Linked DNA regions of Sorghum bicolor: region 1 is linked to region 2. A link is a contact called in public HiCAR-type data. All regions are on one chromosome and are shown on one strand. Each heading gives the region's core, a stretch centred on a gene start, on an enhancer-like site or on the middle of the called end of the contact. The rest is flanking DNA. Distances are from core to core; before and after follow the strand shown.

Evidence for each region. HiCAR-type assays count read pairs that join an accessible place to other places.
Region 1: a contact with region 2 is called in a HiCAR-type map of leaf, with 2.9 times the contacts expected there. The contact joins the promoter of LOC8077475 here to the promoter of LOC8077473 in region 2. A contact is called at or near these places in 1 of 4 Hi-C or Micro-C datasets (leaf) and 1 of 1 datasets of contacts at active chromatin or transcription factors (leaf).

What each region holds. Positions count from the first base shown.
Region 1 is chr2:68,471,406-68,477,874 of Sorghum_bicolor_NCBIv3, forward strand. LOC8077475 (GTPase activating protein 1) reads left to right here and starts at 3,955. Exons shown (of 3, transcript XM_002460692.2): 1 at 3,955-4,494; 2 at 5,028-5,123; 3 at 5,229-5,797. The coding sequence starts at 4,378. The coding sequence ends at 5,519. It overlaps LOC8080717 (putative disease resistance RPP13-like protein 3), which reads left to right. Exons shown (of 3, transcript XM_021454328.1): 3 at 1-2,412. The coding sequence ends at 2,100. LOC8077476 (receptor-like protein kinase At3g21340) reads right to left here. Exons shown (of 9, transcript XM_002462854.2): 9 at 5,939-6,469. The coding sequence ends at 6,389.
Region 2 is chr2:68,434,562-68,441,212 of Sorghum_bicolor_NCBIv3, forward strand. It overlaps LOC8077473 (bisdemethoxycurcumin synthase), which reads right to left and starts at 2,711. Exons shown (of 1, transcript XM_002462851.1): 1 at 1,509-2,711. The coding sequence starts at 2,711. The coding sequence ends at 1,509. It overlaps LOC8077472 (ATP-dependent DNA helicase SRS2-like protein At4g25120), which reads left to right. Exons shown (of 30, transcript XR_002449669.1): 26 at 1-56; 27 at 269-331; 28 at 434-493; 29 at 597-659; 30 at 827-1,136. It overlaps LOC8080715 (bisdemethoxycurcumin synthase), which reads right to left. Exons shown (of 1, transcript XM_002462852.1): 1 at 6,530-6,651. The coding sequence ends at 6,530.

The DNA.
Region 1 (6,469 bases), core at 2,705-5,204, 38 kb after region 2:
CCAGAAGCTTACAACGGTAGTAGGATTATTCGTATCATGCAAGGTATCCATAAGAGGCCACCTGGTATCGATGAATGGATTGAGCTGGAATGTTTTAATAAAGAAAGAACCAGTAGCCTATTCAAACAAACGGTATGCATGGAAGAAGAAATTGAGGATGAGCTAAAGGACTTTGATGTTGTCCTGCATGGTATAACCAAAGGCCTTCCTCTTGCCATTGTTCTTCTGTCTGGCTTTATACAAACAAAGGAGTATCCAAATGAGTGGAAAGCAGTGCTTGAACACCTCGAGTCCAAGAAATCAAAAAGGCTTGACAGGATGCTTGCCATGTGTTTTGACGATCTCCCACATGACCTAAAATCATGCTTCCTCTACTTTGCTGCATTGCCTATGAACACACCCATTGAGGCTCGTAAATTGGTATGTATGTGGATGGCAGAGGGGTTTCTCAAACCAAAAGATGGGAGAACAATGGAGAAAGTTGGAAGAATCTATTTGAAGGAGTTGATTATGAGGCATCTAGTTAAGTTAGTGAAGACGGACAATGCCGGTGGTGGTGTTGAATTTGTGGCTGTCCACCATAAGGTCCATGCATTTTTACAGCACGAAGCACAAGAGGCTAACTTTGTGGATATTCATAATGGTGACGATATCCCTTCTTTAGCAACTACTCGTCGCCTCTCTCTACAAAATTGTACAGATAAATATGCTGCTGAGTTCAGCTCTTTGCCAAAACTACGATCCATCTTGTCCAATTTCCAGCTGGGAGATGTCGAAGATGAAGATGAAGATGACGAGGAAAGTGATGAAGATGACGAGGAAGATTCAGAAGAGGAAGGAGACATGGAGGCAGGGCAAAAGGTGGAAGGTGATGGGGATGGAGAGGTAGAGGAAGAGGGAGAAGAAGATGAAAATAATGAGATTGTGTTATGTGCAGACAATGAAAACAACAGGGAAGAAGTTGAGGTATTGCCATTATCAAACTTGCTTCAGTGTTGGGTGACAACAATATCAGGCTTGCTTCGTTTTTTTGAGGAATCATCAGGCTTGCTTCGTTGTTGTGGGATACAGGACAACCCTCAAGAGAGAACCAATTTATACATAAAAGAAATATTGCAAGTATCCAAGTTTCTTCGTGTCATTAATCTAAAAGGCAGCGAGATCGGTGAGAGCCTGCCGGCAACGATTGGGAATGTGGCACACCTGCAGTACCTCGGTGTCACTGCTTGTTCCTTGAGATATATCCCGTCGACAATTGGAAACCTTAAACATCTTCAGACATTGGATGTTCGAAACACATATGTTTACAAACTTCCAGACGCATTTTGGAGTATAACGACACTACGGCATGTATTTGGTGACGGCCTTTTCTTGCCTAAGCAGGTGGGTGACTTGAAACACCTGCAGACACTTGAAAGCATAGATCCTGACTTGGATAATGGTTGGGACAGCAATACTTTTCAGAAAATGGTTCACCTTCAGTCCCTTCATGTTTGGGATTCTGATTACAATGGTGTTAATGCACAGGCTCTATCTGCTCTTATTGATAAAGCTATTCTCTTGGAACACCTAGACACCCTAACTCTTGAAGTTAGTAACATCCCACTGGGTGTGTTCACCAGGTCTTCCCTGAGGCGTCTTCGTACATTAGTATTAGAAGGCAAGTTGAACATGGAGAGACTGAAGGTGTCACAGCAAAGATTTTATTTCCCCAACCTTAGCTTCCTATCATTGGCAAAGACAGAGGTGTCACAGGACTTCATCAACAAGCTTGGGAAGCTGCCTTCACTCACGACTCTAATATTGGATGAAGACTCCTACAGTGATGATCAAAATCAGCTTATATTCCTTTATGGTGGATTTAGAAGTCTTACAAAGCTGGTACTTTCTGACGTGTCAATTTTGAAACTCGAGATAAAGAAATATGCACTTCCAGAACTCACAGATTTGGTGATTGTGTGGTACCCTGAAGACATCGAAATTAAGGTACATGGTGAGCGTGAGTTTGTGAAAAAAATTGAAGAAAAGGATGAATACCTTTATGGTTGTATCACCCAAGTTCCAATTGCTCCAAAGAAAATCGGTCAGCGTCCAGCATGAAGCAACGCGTGGCTAGCTAAAGATCACAGGTAAACTAAGACACCAATATATAGTGCTACTTGCTGTTGTTTAGATTTGCCTGTTTTGTGAAAATCATGAGCTCTGTCATGAGTTTATTAGTGTGGATGTGGTGGCAGATTCACAAGCCTACATAATAATTGCATGTATGTTATGTATATATATTATGGAACCTGCAAAAAACATCTGCACGTACGTGTATTATGGTGTGTACTCCTAATAAATTGTAAAATAAGTGAAAGAAAAAACTTGTGGACCATGGAGGAACAATTATTGAATGCTGAAGGATGTTTTTGGTTTATGAAATGTTGTTCTTTATACTCTGTTTTTCATTAGAGAAATATAATCACTTGTATAGCTACCCTGTGCATCCATGACATGAAAGCATGGGTTTGTCTTTTTCCTTCTGTACATTCTTATCTATATACTCTATAAAGATAAATCTTACTAAGCTAATTATCTTACACCTCCTTACGCCACGTCATCATCCACTTCTCCGACTGCCGCATGCAATTAAGTGTCCACTCACAAATAGTTTTAGTAGTGGATGCAGTTACCTACATATGACTATGCATGCATACTGCTAGTATTATTCTCTCACGTGACTTCCTGTCTTTCTCTTCTAAAACTGACTACTAATAATCAAGCTATATATATATATATATATATATAGATGATTCAATAGACTATAATGAGACCATATTTCTATTCTTCCTTCATACCCGCATCAACGCTCGGGGAATCCTCCTATTTCTATCTATTATTGTGCTAAACCTCAAATTTACTCCACATAGATCGACTTGGAGGTATGGTTAATTAGTATTGAGTAAATTTCACTGTTGGGCCTTGAATTTGTCTCTAGTCCCCAGTGGTCTTAGACTTGCATATTGCAGATTCAGCTCTCTAAACATGTCCTGAGTTTTCAACTAGTCGCGCAACTTACAAATTGCACACATGACATTCTGAACTTTACATTCACCTCCCTATAGACTTGTTTCAAGTTCTCATTCTGATCGTAATACTTATGAAATATAGACTTAGCTCTCTAAATTTGTATTATTGTACCTTCCTCACTCTCCTCATGCATATTGCGCTGCACGCGCCAATCACACCAACCACGCCGCACTGCACCGCATTCATCCACCCACGCAGTGGTGTAGTGCGCAGGGTGTCGGGACGTGCGGCGGAGGCTCAGGCGAGATGTGCAGTCCTAGCTTATATATATTTCTAGAACCTGCCATGCTACTTGGCCACGACGGCGAAGGCTCAGCCATGATGTGTGGTAGGGACCTGCTGTACACCTCGACAGGACGCCGGCTCTCGCCTTGCGACAGTCGCACTCGACACCGCCACCGCGCTCCTTTCGTAGCACCGCCAGACCTAGCGTGGCATGTAGGCCGGGGAGACAAACTTGGGGTCGTCACATCATGCATGACCTAGTATCCGCCAGCGTCAGGACTCACACGACATGTGTTATATATGATTATATGAAACAGAAAACTTGAAACCATGTCAACCACTCCTTGACACCCTATATCCCATAAATATCTTTTTATCTATATTTAATGCTTTATGTATGTACCATATAATTTGATGTGACGAATAATCTTATAAATTTGGGTTTTTTTAGAAGATGCCGTGCGTCTTTGCGCAAGCCCAATAACGTTGTTTTCGTCCGTGTCAGTTTCCAGAGGGTAATTTTCAGCAGCAACTGCAACTCCATTGTTTTTTTTTTTTTTTGCAATCAGTGCATATGGGGCCGGCCATGCAGCCGGTCAGCTAAATTAGAGACGGCCGGAGAAAACTGCACCTCGCGTGCTCCAGCTCCAGATGCTACTACTACGTACCAGAACCGGAGGAAATGGATGGACCAGGTAGAAGAACAGGAACGAAAAGCGACAGCGATGAGACAGTTTGGGAGCGGCGCGCGCATGTATTTGCGGCTGCGCATGCGTAGTAGCCGGCCGGCCGCTCCCCGCGCTAGCTTGTCGTCCAGCCTCTGCATAGTACTCTTTGCCCTCCGATCCCCAAGGAGATCGATCTCCCAAGCTAGCTAGCTCCGTCCAGTTGTTGGCCAAGGCGGATCGAGCAAAAAAAAGCTTGTGTCTTGCAAGCTGTCTCCGGGTTTTCATTCATCTCCCGTTGTTGACGCCGGGGTTGTCGTACGTCCTCGGTCAGGCCCTCCCTCCCTTTTGCTGCGTGGTCGGAGGGAGAGAGGGGGTCGATCGAGAAGGACGAGGGAGGAGATCAGGGAGAGATATGGAGTGCCTGCTAGGGCTGCTCAAGGTGCGGGTGGTGCGAGGAGTGCACCTGGCCATCTGCGACCCGCTCACCCACAGCAGCGACCCCTACGTCGTCCTCCGCCACGGACAGCAGGTAATTAAACTGCAGGCCGCTCCGGCCACCAGCTTCGATCGTGAGCCCAAGTCTAATGGATTTTTTTTTTCGAGGAAACAGGAGGGGCATTGGCCCCTACTGAAATTTATTAAGCAAAAGCAGAAAGCAATTACAATTACAGATAAAAAGATAAGGTTCTAATGGATATTTAACTTTTTGGTTGTTGGCACCTCTTCAAATGTCACTCTTAGAATTGCCCCTACATATTTGTCACCTGAGAGAGAAGATTTCATAATTTTGGACCATTTTTGCATACGTGGTACGACGCATAGGAATGCAAATGTGTCTGTATGATGTGAAATGACCTCGTTGCCCCTCATCTATTTCTTCTTCCTCCCTCCCTTCCTCTCGCTTGCGCTCTGGCCATGGCCGGCAATTAATGGGGAAGAAGCATCCCCGTTGCATGCATTTCTTTATATATTATTATAAAAATCCTAGAGTCCAATTCCTGTTTTTTGCATCTTAGTCAATTTCTCATAATGTGGCCATTTGTTTTCATATATATTGCGCAGAAAGTGAAGTCAAGTATAAAATACCGCACGTGCAACCCAGAATGGAACGAGGAACTCACCCTGTCCATCACAAACATGATGAACCCGGTCAAGATTGTGAGTTCATCGCCATGATCTCCATGGCCACAATGCAGCAAATTCTTTTCAGTACCCTCTGAATGTGTAAACTCTTCTTCGTCTTTTTGGCGCTTCGACTGACAGGAACTCTTCGACCATGACACGTTCACCAAGGACGACAGCATGGGCAACGCCGAGTTCTGCATCCTCAACTTCGTGGAGATCGCCAAGCAGGACCTCAGCGACGTCCCCGACGGCACGGTGATGAAGTCGATCCTCCCGGAGAAGGGCGGCAACTGCCTCGCCACCGAGAGCCACATCACGTGGAAGGACGGCAAGGTCTCCCAGGACATCGTGCTCAAGCTCAGGAACACCGAGACCGGCGAGCTCGTCCTGCACCTGTCCTGGGTCAACATCCCCGGCGTCGCGCGGTGAATCCGATCCCCTCGACCGGCGGGGACGGACCCAGGAGGGGCATATGAGGAGGCGACGCCTGCCCAGCTGATTTTACTACAATATATTATGATATGTGTATAATGCGTGTTTGCAGAAGGTATATGCAGAAGGCTCATGCTACTGGCACTGGCAGCAATGCCTGTATTCACTTTTGCTTCTGCGTGATTTCTGCGGGGGGGTTTTTTAATCCACAAAAGACATTTGTTCTCAACATCTGTGAAGCTATTCCATACTGCAGTTATGTGCCGTCTTGATCACATTTCCATAAAGCCATTTATCAGTAGATCACCATGTAGAGCTAAAAAAACTACTATTTGCTTCAACATTGCAGATAGGATGAACTGGATATTAGATTCAGCATATTGAGTTGCATGCACCGGCCAAAAAGTTTAAACGGATAGAAAAAGGTGGACAATTCACTTTATATTTCAACACTCCTGATAAGAGTCAGGATTCAAACCTCAAGATCTCTGAACAATATTGAGTTGCATGCACCAATTAGTTTAATCCAAAAACTTAATCTATTAGGAAAAGGGGCTCCACCTTCTGGTAAAAAGCAGTTTTGCAGAACTTCAGACCACCGAGTACAAAACTGACAATAAGCATACTTGAACAGTGAAGGAGAATTCAACAGCAGTAGTCAGAACAGTAAGTAGGATGGAATGGGTAATTTCTCCTATCTGATAGACTGATGCCTCTCCTGAGTTCTAGGTCACCAAAAATACAAGTATATACAACATTAATGACCTAGCTAGTATGTACAGCTTCGTGTTTCAAGCCTACGGAGGAGCATACAAAGAACTGAATTATGGATGGAAGCCAAGTCACCGTTGCAGTCTTTTGCCGAGCTAGGAAAGCAGATGCGGTGAGCTTTCATTGTTGCTGCTCCGAACACTTTCATGTGTGCGTTGATGCTTGGTCATTTGCAC
Region 2 (6,651 bases), core at 1,461-3,960:
TTCAGATCAGTTTTGTGATTGATGAACGCCTACGTGGTAAAGGATACAAGCGCAAGGTAACCCCTTTTCCTCTTTCCCATATCAAAGCATCACCAGACTTATTGATTCTCCTATCAGCTTATATCTGTTCTTCACGGTTGTTGTTATCTTGCTGGCAATGTTATTTGTCATCATCTGTACTTTGAAAGGGCAAAGGAACAATGACAAAAGTTCTCTTGTATTCGAGAGCTTAACCTGGAAAAAAACTGATGGCAAGTTTCTTATCCAGGATGTCTTGCGAAAACTGAAGTTGTTCCTAAGCGGTGATGAAGCATTGGGCTACGCACAATATGTGAGTTTAATTATTGTTGTTATATTTCTCGGTATCAGAACTGACAATGTTGTTAGTTTTTCCTTACTAAATAAAATAATAATTCAATAATGTGAACTTCAGGTTATCAAGTGGGAACAGATTCCAATAGAGAAGCGGAGCCAGTTGATGAGAGAAAGGCAGGTGAGATCTTGGGCCATTACAAATATCTTGCACTATAGAAAATGGAGCTATTTATCTGTCCTTCGGTAGACCCTTTTGTGACCTTTTTATGGTTTTATTTCAGGAACATTTCCAAAAGCAGAGGATTGAGAACTCTATGGGTTCGTCAGAACCCACAGCCAAGCAGGTCAGCTATCTCAGAACTCCTTGTTCATCTTGTTGCATCAGCGTGTTAGTTTGTCGGAATTGCATGCTGTGCATCTGTGCTCTTTATGATTCTGCCTGTTGTTTTTGAAGCCCATGTTGCTCTCTTATCAGAATACTAAACAGAATTCGTCCCTGTTTGTCCTCCAGATATCGTACCTTCGAAACCTGGGGTGCACCATCACTCCGACTTCTCGCTTGCACGCATCAAATCTCATCGAAAAGTACAAATCACTCTGACTTGGTCGACGGAATTTGTGCTAGAACCATAAGGCCATACACCTTATATGTTTATGTACATGCTGTCTATACTATGAATGTAGCAGTGTCCACTCCATTGTAGTGTTGTGTACTGGAAACATCAGGGTTGTATGACAGCTCCGATCATATCTATTTTCTGTTCTTAGCCATATTCCTGTCATACATGCTATATTGCTGTGACGCCAAGAGTTTTTGCTTCTCTTGGGCCTTGGCCCTTGGCAGTGGTATTGGCGGCAGTGGCTAGACTTGTACTCCATTCATTCCAAATTATATGGACTCCACTATGTTTATTATTCATGATGAAATAAAGAACATTACACTATAAACTGTTATTTAATCAAATGAAAAAAATCAACACACATATAAAGGTCTAGACCCAACATGACCTATTTTATTGTTAAACAATCAATCAAAAAACAATACATATTAAGCTGATAGTTAAGGGACTACTAATTTAGCACTCCGCCGCCTTCTTACGGTCCATTATTTTAGGTCCGTCTTACTTATTGCTGGATCCAATGACTTGTAATATCGTTGCTCACCGGGTTGTAGGGCATTTAAATTTGAATTTCTAATTTCCCTCCAGATTGGCGGCAGGGGCACGCAGCACCATGGTCTCTATTGTGATTCCCGGTCCGAACGCCATCATGACTCCCCACTCCGGTGCTTTGCCTTCCTCCTGCTTGACTGCCAGACCCCGACGGCGGCGCAGCTCGTCGAGCACGAAGATCACCGTTGTGCCGCTCATGTTACCGAACTCACTGAGCACGTGGCGACTGGCGGCCAATTTGCCATCGTCTAGGCCGAGCACTCCCTCGATGTGGTCCAGAATAGCACGACCACCAGGATGGATCGCCCAGAAGAGGTCGTTCCAATCGTTATTGTTGATGCCAAGCGCGCCAAACGCGTCGACGAGGCAGCGTTCCACGTTGCATCCCAGCAACCGGGGAACCTGGTTGGAGATGTGATACTCCATGCCACCCTTGTTGATCTGCATGGAGATGGCATCCTCGGTTTCCGGTATGGTGGTCTGCGAGGCGAAGGCCATCTCGAACAGCGGGCGCTCCACGGGGCTGACAGGGTCGGCGCCGACGATGACGGCACCGGCGCCGTCGCCGAACAGAGCCTGTCCCAGGATGTTGTCGGGGCAGCCGCCTTCCGGCCCGTAGAAGGCGATGAGCGTGATCTCGGAGCACGCCACGAGGACGCGCGCGCCGCGGTTGTTCTCCGCGAGCTCCTTGGCGAGCTGGAGCGACCTGCCCCCGCCGTAGCAGCCGTGGAGGTTGAGTATGGTGCGGGACACCGTGGGGCTGAGGCCCAGCAGGGACGCGAGGCGGCGGTCGGCGCTCGGCGCGCGCGCGCCGGAGTAGGTGCTGAAGATGAGGTGGGTGATGTCGGTGGCTGGGCGGCCCCAGTCAGCGATGGCCTTGGCCGCGGCGGACGCGGCCAGCTCCGGGACGGCGGCGGAGGCGATCTCCACGCGGGCGTCCAGGGAGGGCAGCGTGCGGTCGGTGAAGTCCGGGTTCGCGGCGAGGAGCTGCTCGTCCAGGTGGATGAAGCGCTGCTTGATGCCGGACTTGTTACAGATCCTGGTGAGCTTGCCCTTGAGGTCGGTGAGGTGCTCGCTCTTTGTGACGCGGAAGTAGTAGTCGGGGTACTCGTCCTGGGCCAAGCACGTCGGCGGGTTCGCCGTGCCGATGCCTAGCACGGCAGCCGGGCCATCCGCGCGCTGGGCACGCCTCATATCGCCGATGGTGGCGGGAGCGCTGCCCATGGAATGGAAGTAGTCGAAGGGAAGACACCGAGGAGTTACGTTAACCAGCTGGCTCGCCGGTGTGCTCTAGCTACTAGCAGCTAGCTTCAGTAGCTAGTGCGCTGCTCCTGCTCCTGCTAGCTAGGGATCGAAAATTTGCGTCTGTGGCTTGGTGCTTCAGAGAGGCTGGAGGTGCTCTCTATTTATACTACTACTAGTCAGTACTAGTTGTGGGCCTGTTGATTTCCTCGTAGCTAGCGTTCCATTGAGTGCGATGTGCGTTCGGCCGGGCTACTGATGGCGACGATCTTATACCACGGATGGCACTGGCCGCCACTGCTGTGGGGAAATGACTTAGCCCGGTCAACTGCGCATCAGGAGTTTGACATGTGACAAAATAATGTAATTATCGTTTTTTTAGAATCAAACAACTTGAACTCTGACTAAATTTATATAAAAAATTTTAAAGTTCATGATATAAAATAAGTATTATTAGATTAGTAATAGACTCATAGAATATATTTTTATAATAAAATTATTCGAAGCTATAAATATTAATATTATTTACTATAAATTTAGTACAAATATAAGTTTGTATTCTTTTTTGGACGGAGGACGAAGGGAGTACACAGGAGGGGCACGCCTACTCTTCGATGATAGTACTACCAGGGGCGGAAATAGGCGGCAGGGGGAGGCATGCCCCTCTGTAAACGTGAATTTTCCACTAAGATCTTTAAAATTCAAAAAAGAAATAAAAATTCAACACTATTGCCCCCCTCAAATATTAAAAAAAAATAACTTTCTATCCCTGAGTACTGCAAAGTTAGACGTCTACTCTGATCCCTTCATTCTCTATTACTAATTGATGTTTTAGACTCTCTCACAAAGACCAATTAATTTAGAAGACAAAAGAGCAAAATATTCCTATTTTTTTTCTTTTGATGGTCCAAAAAAAGTAGAGATAGTGATGTATTGGGAAAAAAATAGGAGAAGAGAAAGATACATTAAAAAGTGAGGATGATAACTATTTCAGAATACAATTTAAATACTATATATTTTGGTATAGAGAGAGTAAGTGTTTAGATATACTATAGTATATATCAGTACTTACTAAGACAATATTCAGGCAATGTCAAGGAAGTACACGGGTCAAATTAGCACCATTCGTGCAATCCAATGAGAAGACATGGATCTGAGGGAGGACATTGTAATGGAACACGCCAAAGAAACCATCTGAATCATTTTTATTTGGACCATAGCTTGGAACTGGCTTGAACTAATAAACCATGCATATGCATGCAAAGGACTAAGGGTACATTTGGCTAGCTCTAGCTCCTCTCTTAGAGTAATCTTTTAAATAGAAGAACGATTAGTAAAATAGCTTATAATGGCATAACTTTCGTCCCTTAATAGTATAAGATACACTCAGTGGATACTTTCTCTTGTCACACCAGTAGAAGATTCACCAGGAAGTTAAGAGTCTGGTATCCCGCCAGGCTCAACAAATGTTATATGTTAATGGAACAGACAGTTGGCCAAAGGAAGAACATACTACCAGAGAATTAAAGACAGATGCGGCCAAGGAGAGTTCTCCACATGGCAGTATGGGGCCAAAACACTTACCAAACGTTCTAGTGTGAAGGTAGAAGACCATTGGATCATCTGACGATGTCTCTAGGGACTTGGCCGCTATGCAAGGCGTGCACTGGACCAACTGTTGATAGGAAGTGCACAATGACGTATTGTTCGGTACACATCAAAGATGTGGCTAGAGAAGATTATATGCACTAGACGGCCTGATGGAAGAATAAAAGACAACACTAGACAATGCAGCAGTAGGAAAATTGCAATGGCTAGTAGCACCGTATGATTTGGCGATGAATGCATTCAAGGCAGTGGATTGTCCACTACTCACAATTTCTTTACAAGATTAGTTGAGGGGATGAGGCTATATATATGCGGTTACCTCACCTGCTTGAGTGTGTTACTGTGCTCGAAGGCTGATACAATTGTTAGAGCAAGTATTTCTAGACTTCATCCACCCTCTCAAGCCATTCAAGATCACATCCAAAGCTAGGAGAAACACTATATATAGTGCATGCTTGTGAGTTTAAGCCTTGAGAGCTTTGAGTGATTGGGTTGTGTTGCCCTTCTATCTTGGTGATGTGGAGCGCTTGGGATCTTTGTGACATTTTGGTGGAGTGGTGGCCTTCGAGGCGATGTCAGTGCGTAGGGGATGAGGAGACCCCATAACTCGTGTGGAGAAATAAACCTCATAGCGCACACAACATCATAAGTGATGGGAAGAGACGGATAGTAATGATGGGACCATGCGAGTCACACGCTAGGCTTTGGTTGGTAGAGGTCTTGTGTGGAAAATCCAATACGACTAGGAGAAACTTGGTCACCGGGAGCGTACCTCGATCAAGCTCCAACGTGATTAAGAGTTGTGATTTTTTAAATTTGTTTTAGACTTCTGGAAGGAGATGATCGCCTGGTGCTTCCAGAACGCGGCGTCACCTTTCGTGGACGCGCTGCAACTGATCAAGCTGGAGACAGATCGGTGGATTGAGGCCGTAGCACATGGGTTGTGTAGCTTAACTCATGAGACTTAGCGGCCTGCTCGTTCTTCCAGTTATAATGATCACTGTTCGTCATGTAACATTCAATGTTTTTGGTTTTGCCGGCATCGGCTTCATGTAGTTAAAACTCTTTTCTTCTTCTAATACAAAGATACGCACACTCATGCGTATTCGTGAAAAAATTGTTTTAGACATCAATTTAGCCCGTCCCTTAATTGCTCATGAGACCTTTCACTAGAGTCACAATATCAACGTGTCGTATGCAATGACGACTTAGAAGAGACTTTTCATCATCTGTTCTTCCAATACAGGACAAGTATATCTCTCCATTTGTTATACTGTAACAAGCGAAAACTAGAAACCTTTCTTCATGGAGCTTTTTTTATTGTTGCTTTGTGCATTTGGAAATAGCAACATGGGTTCATCTTTGACAACAAGATTCAAAATGTGGCAAAAAGAAGTTCCATTTATGCAAAAAGTCAGACTCATTTGTATAGTTCCATTATGGTTTTGCTCAATTCTTTATAATGCTCTTCCTCTCAATTACCTTATCCTCTTCCTCGCCCTGTCTTGGGCTCGCTACGTTATCCTCTTACCATCTCTCTCTCTGGGCTGTCTCCCTCCCTCCCATTTTTCTCCGGCGCATAGTGCCCCCTCAGCGGCGCCACCTCTCTTGGCACGGTGCTCTACCTCCTAGCATAGTGCAAGCGGGCCTGTGACCATACAATTTAGAGCCATACTGTGAGTAAGTATTGTCCACTCTATTGTAGTGTTGTGCACCGGATACATCAGAGTCGTATTACAACTCTGTTCATATTTATTTTATGTTCTTAGCCATATTCATGTAGTACTATATTGCTGACACAAAGAGTTTTTGCTTGTCTTGGGCCTGGGCGCCTGGCAGTGGCATTGGCGAGGCACTGGCTAACCTTGTATTCCATCCATTCCAAATTATATAGACTCCATTATATTTATTATTCATGATGAAATAAAAAAATACACTATCAACTGTTATTTAATTAAACAGATGAAAAATAAACTGTAACACACACATATAAAGGTCTAGACCCAACGCATGAACATTTTTGTTAAACAAATTCAATAGAAAAACGGTACATATCAAGCTGATATAGTAAGACTACTAATTTAGCACTCAACCGCCTTCTTACGGTCCATTATTTTAGGTCCGTCTTACTTATTGTTGGATCCTTGTAATATCCTTGCTCACCGAGTTGTAGGGCATTTAAATTTGAATTTCTAATTTCCCTCCAGAGTGGCGGTAGGGGCACGCAGCACCATGGTCTCTATTGTGATTCCCGGTCCGAATGCCATCATGACTCCCCACTCCGGTGCTTTGCCTTCCTCCTGCTTGGCTGCCA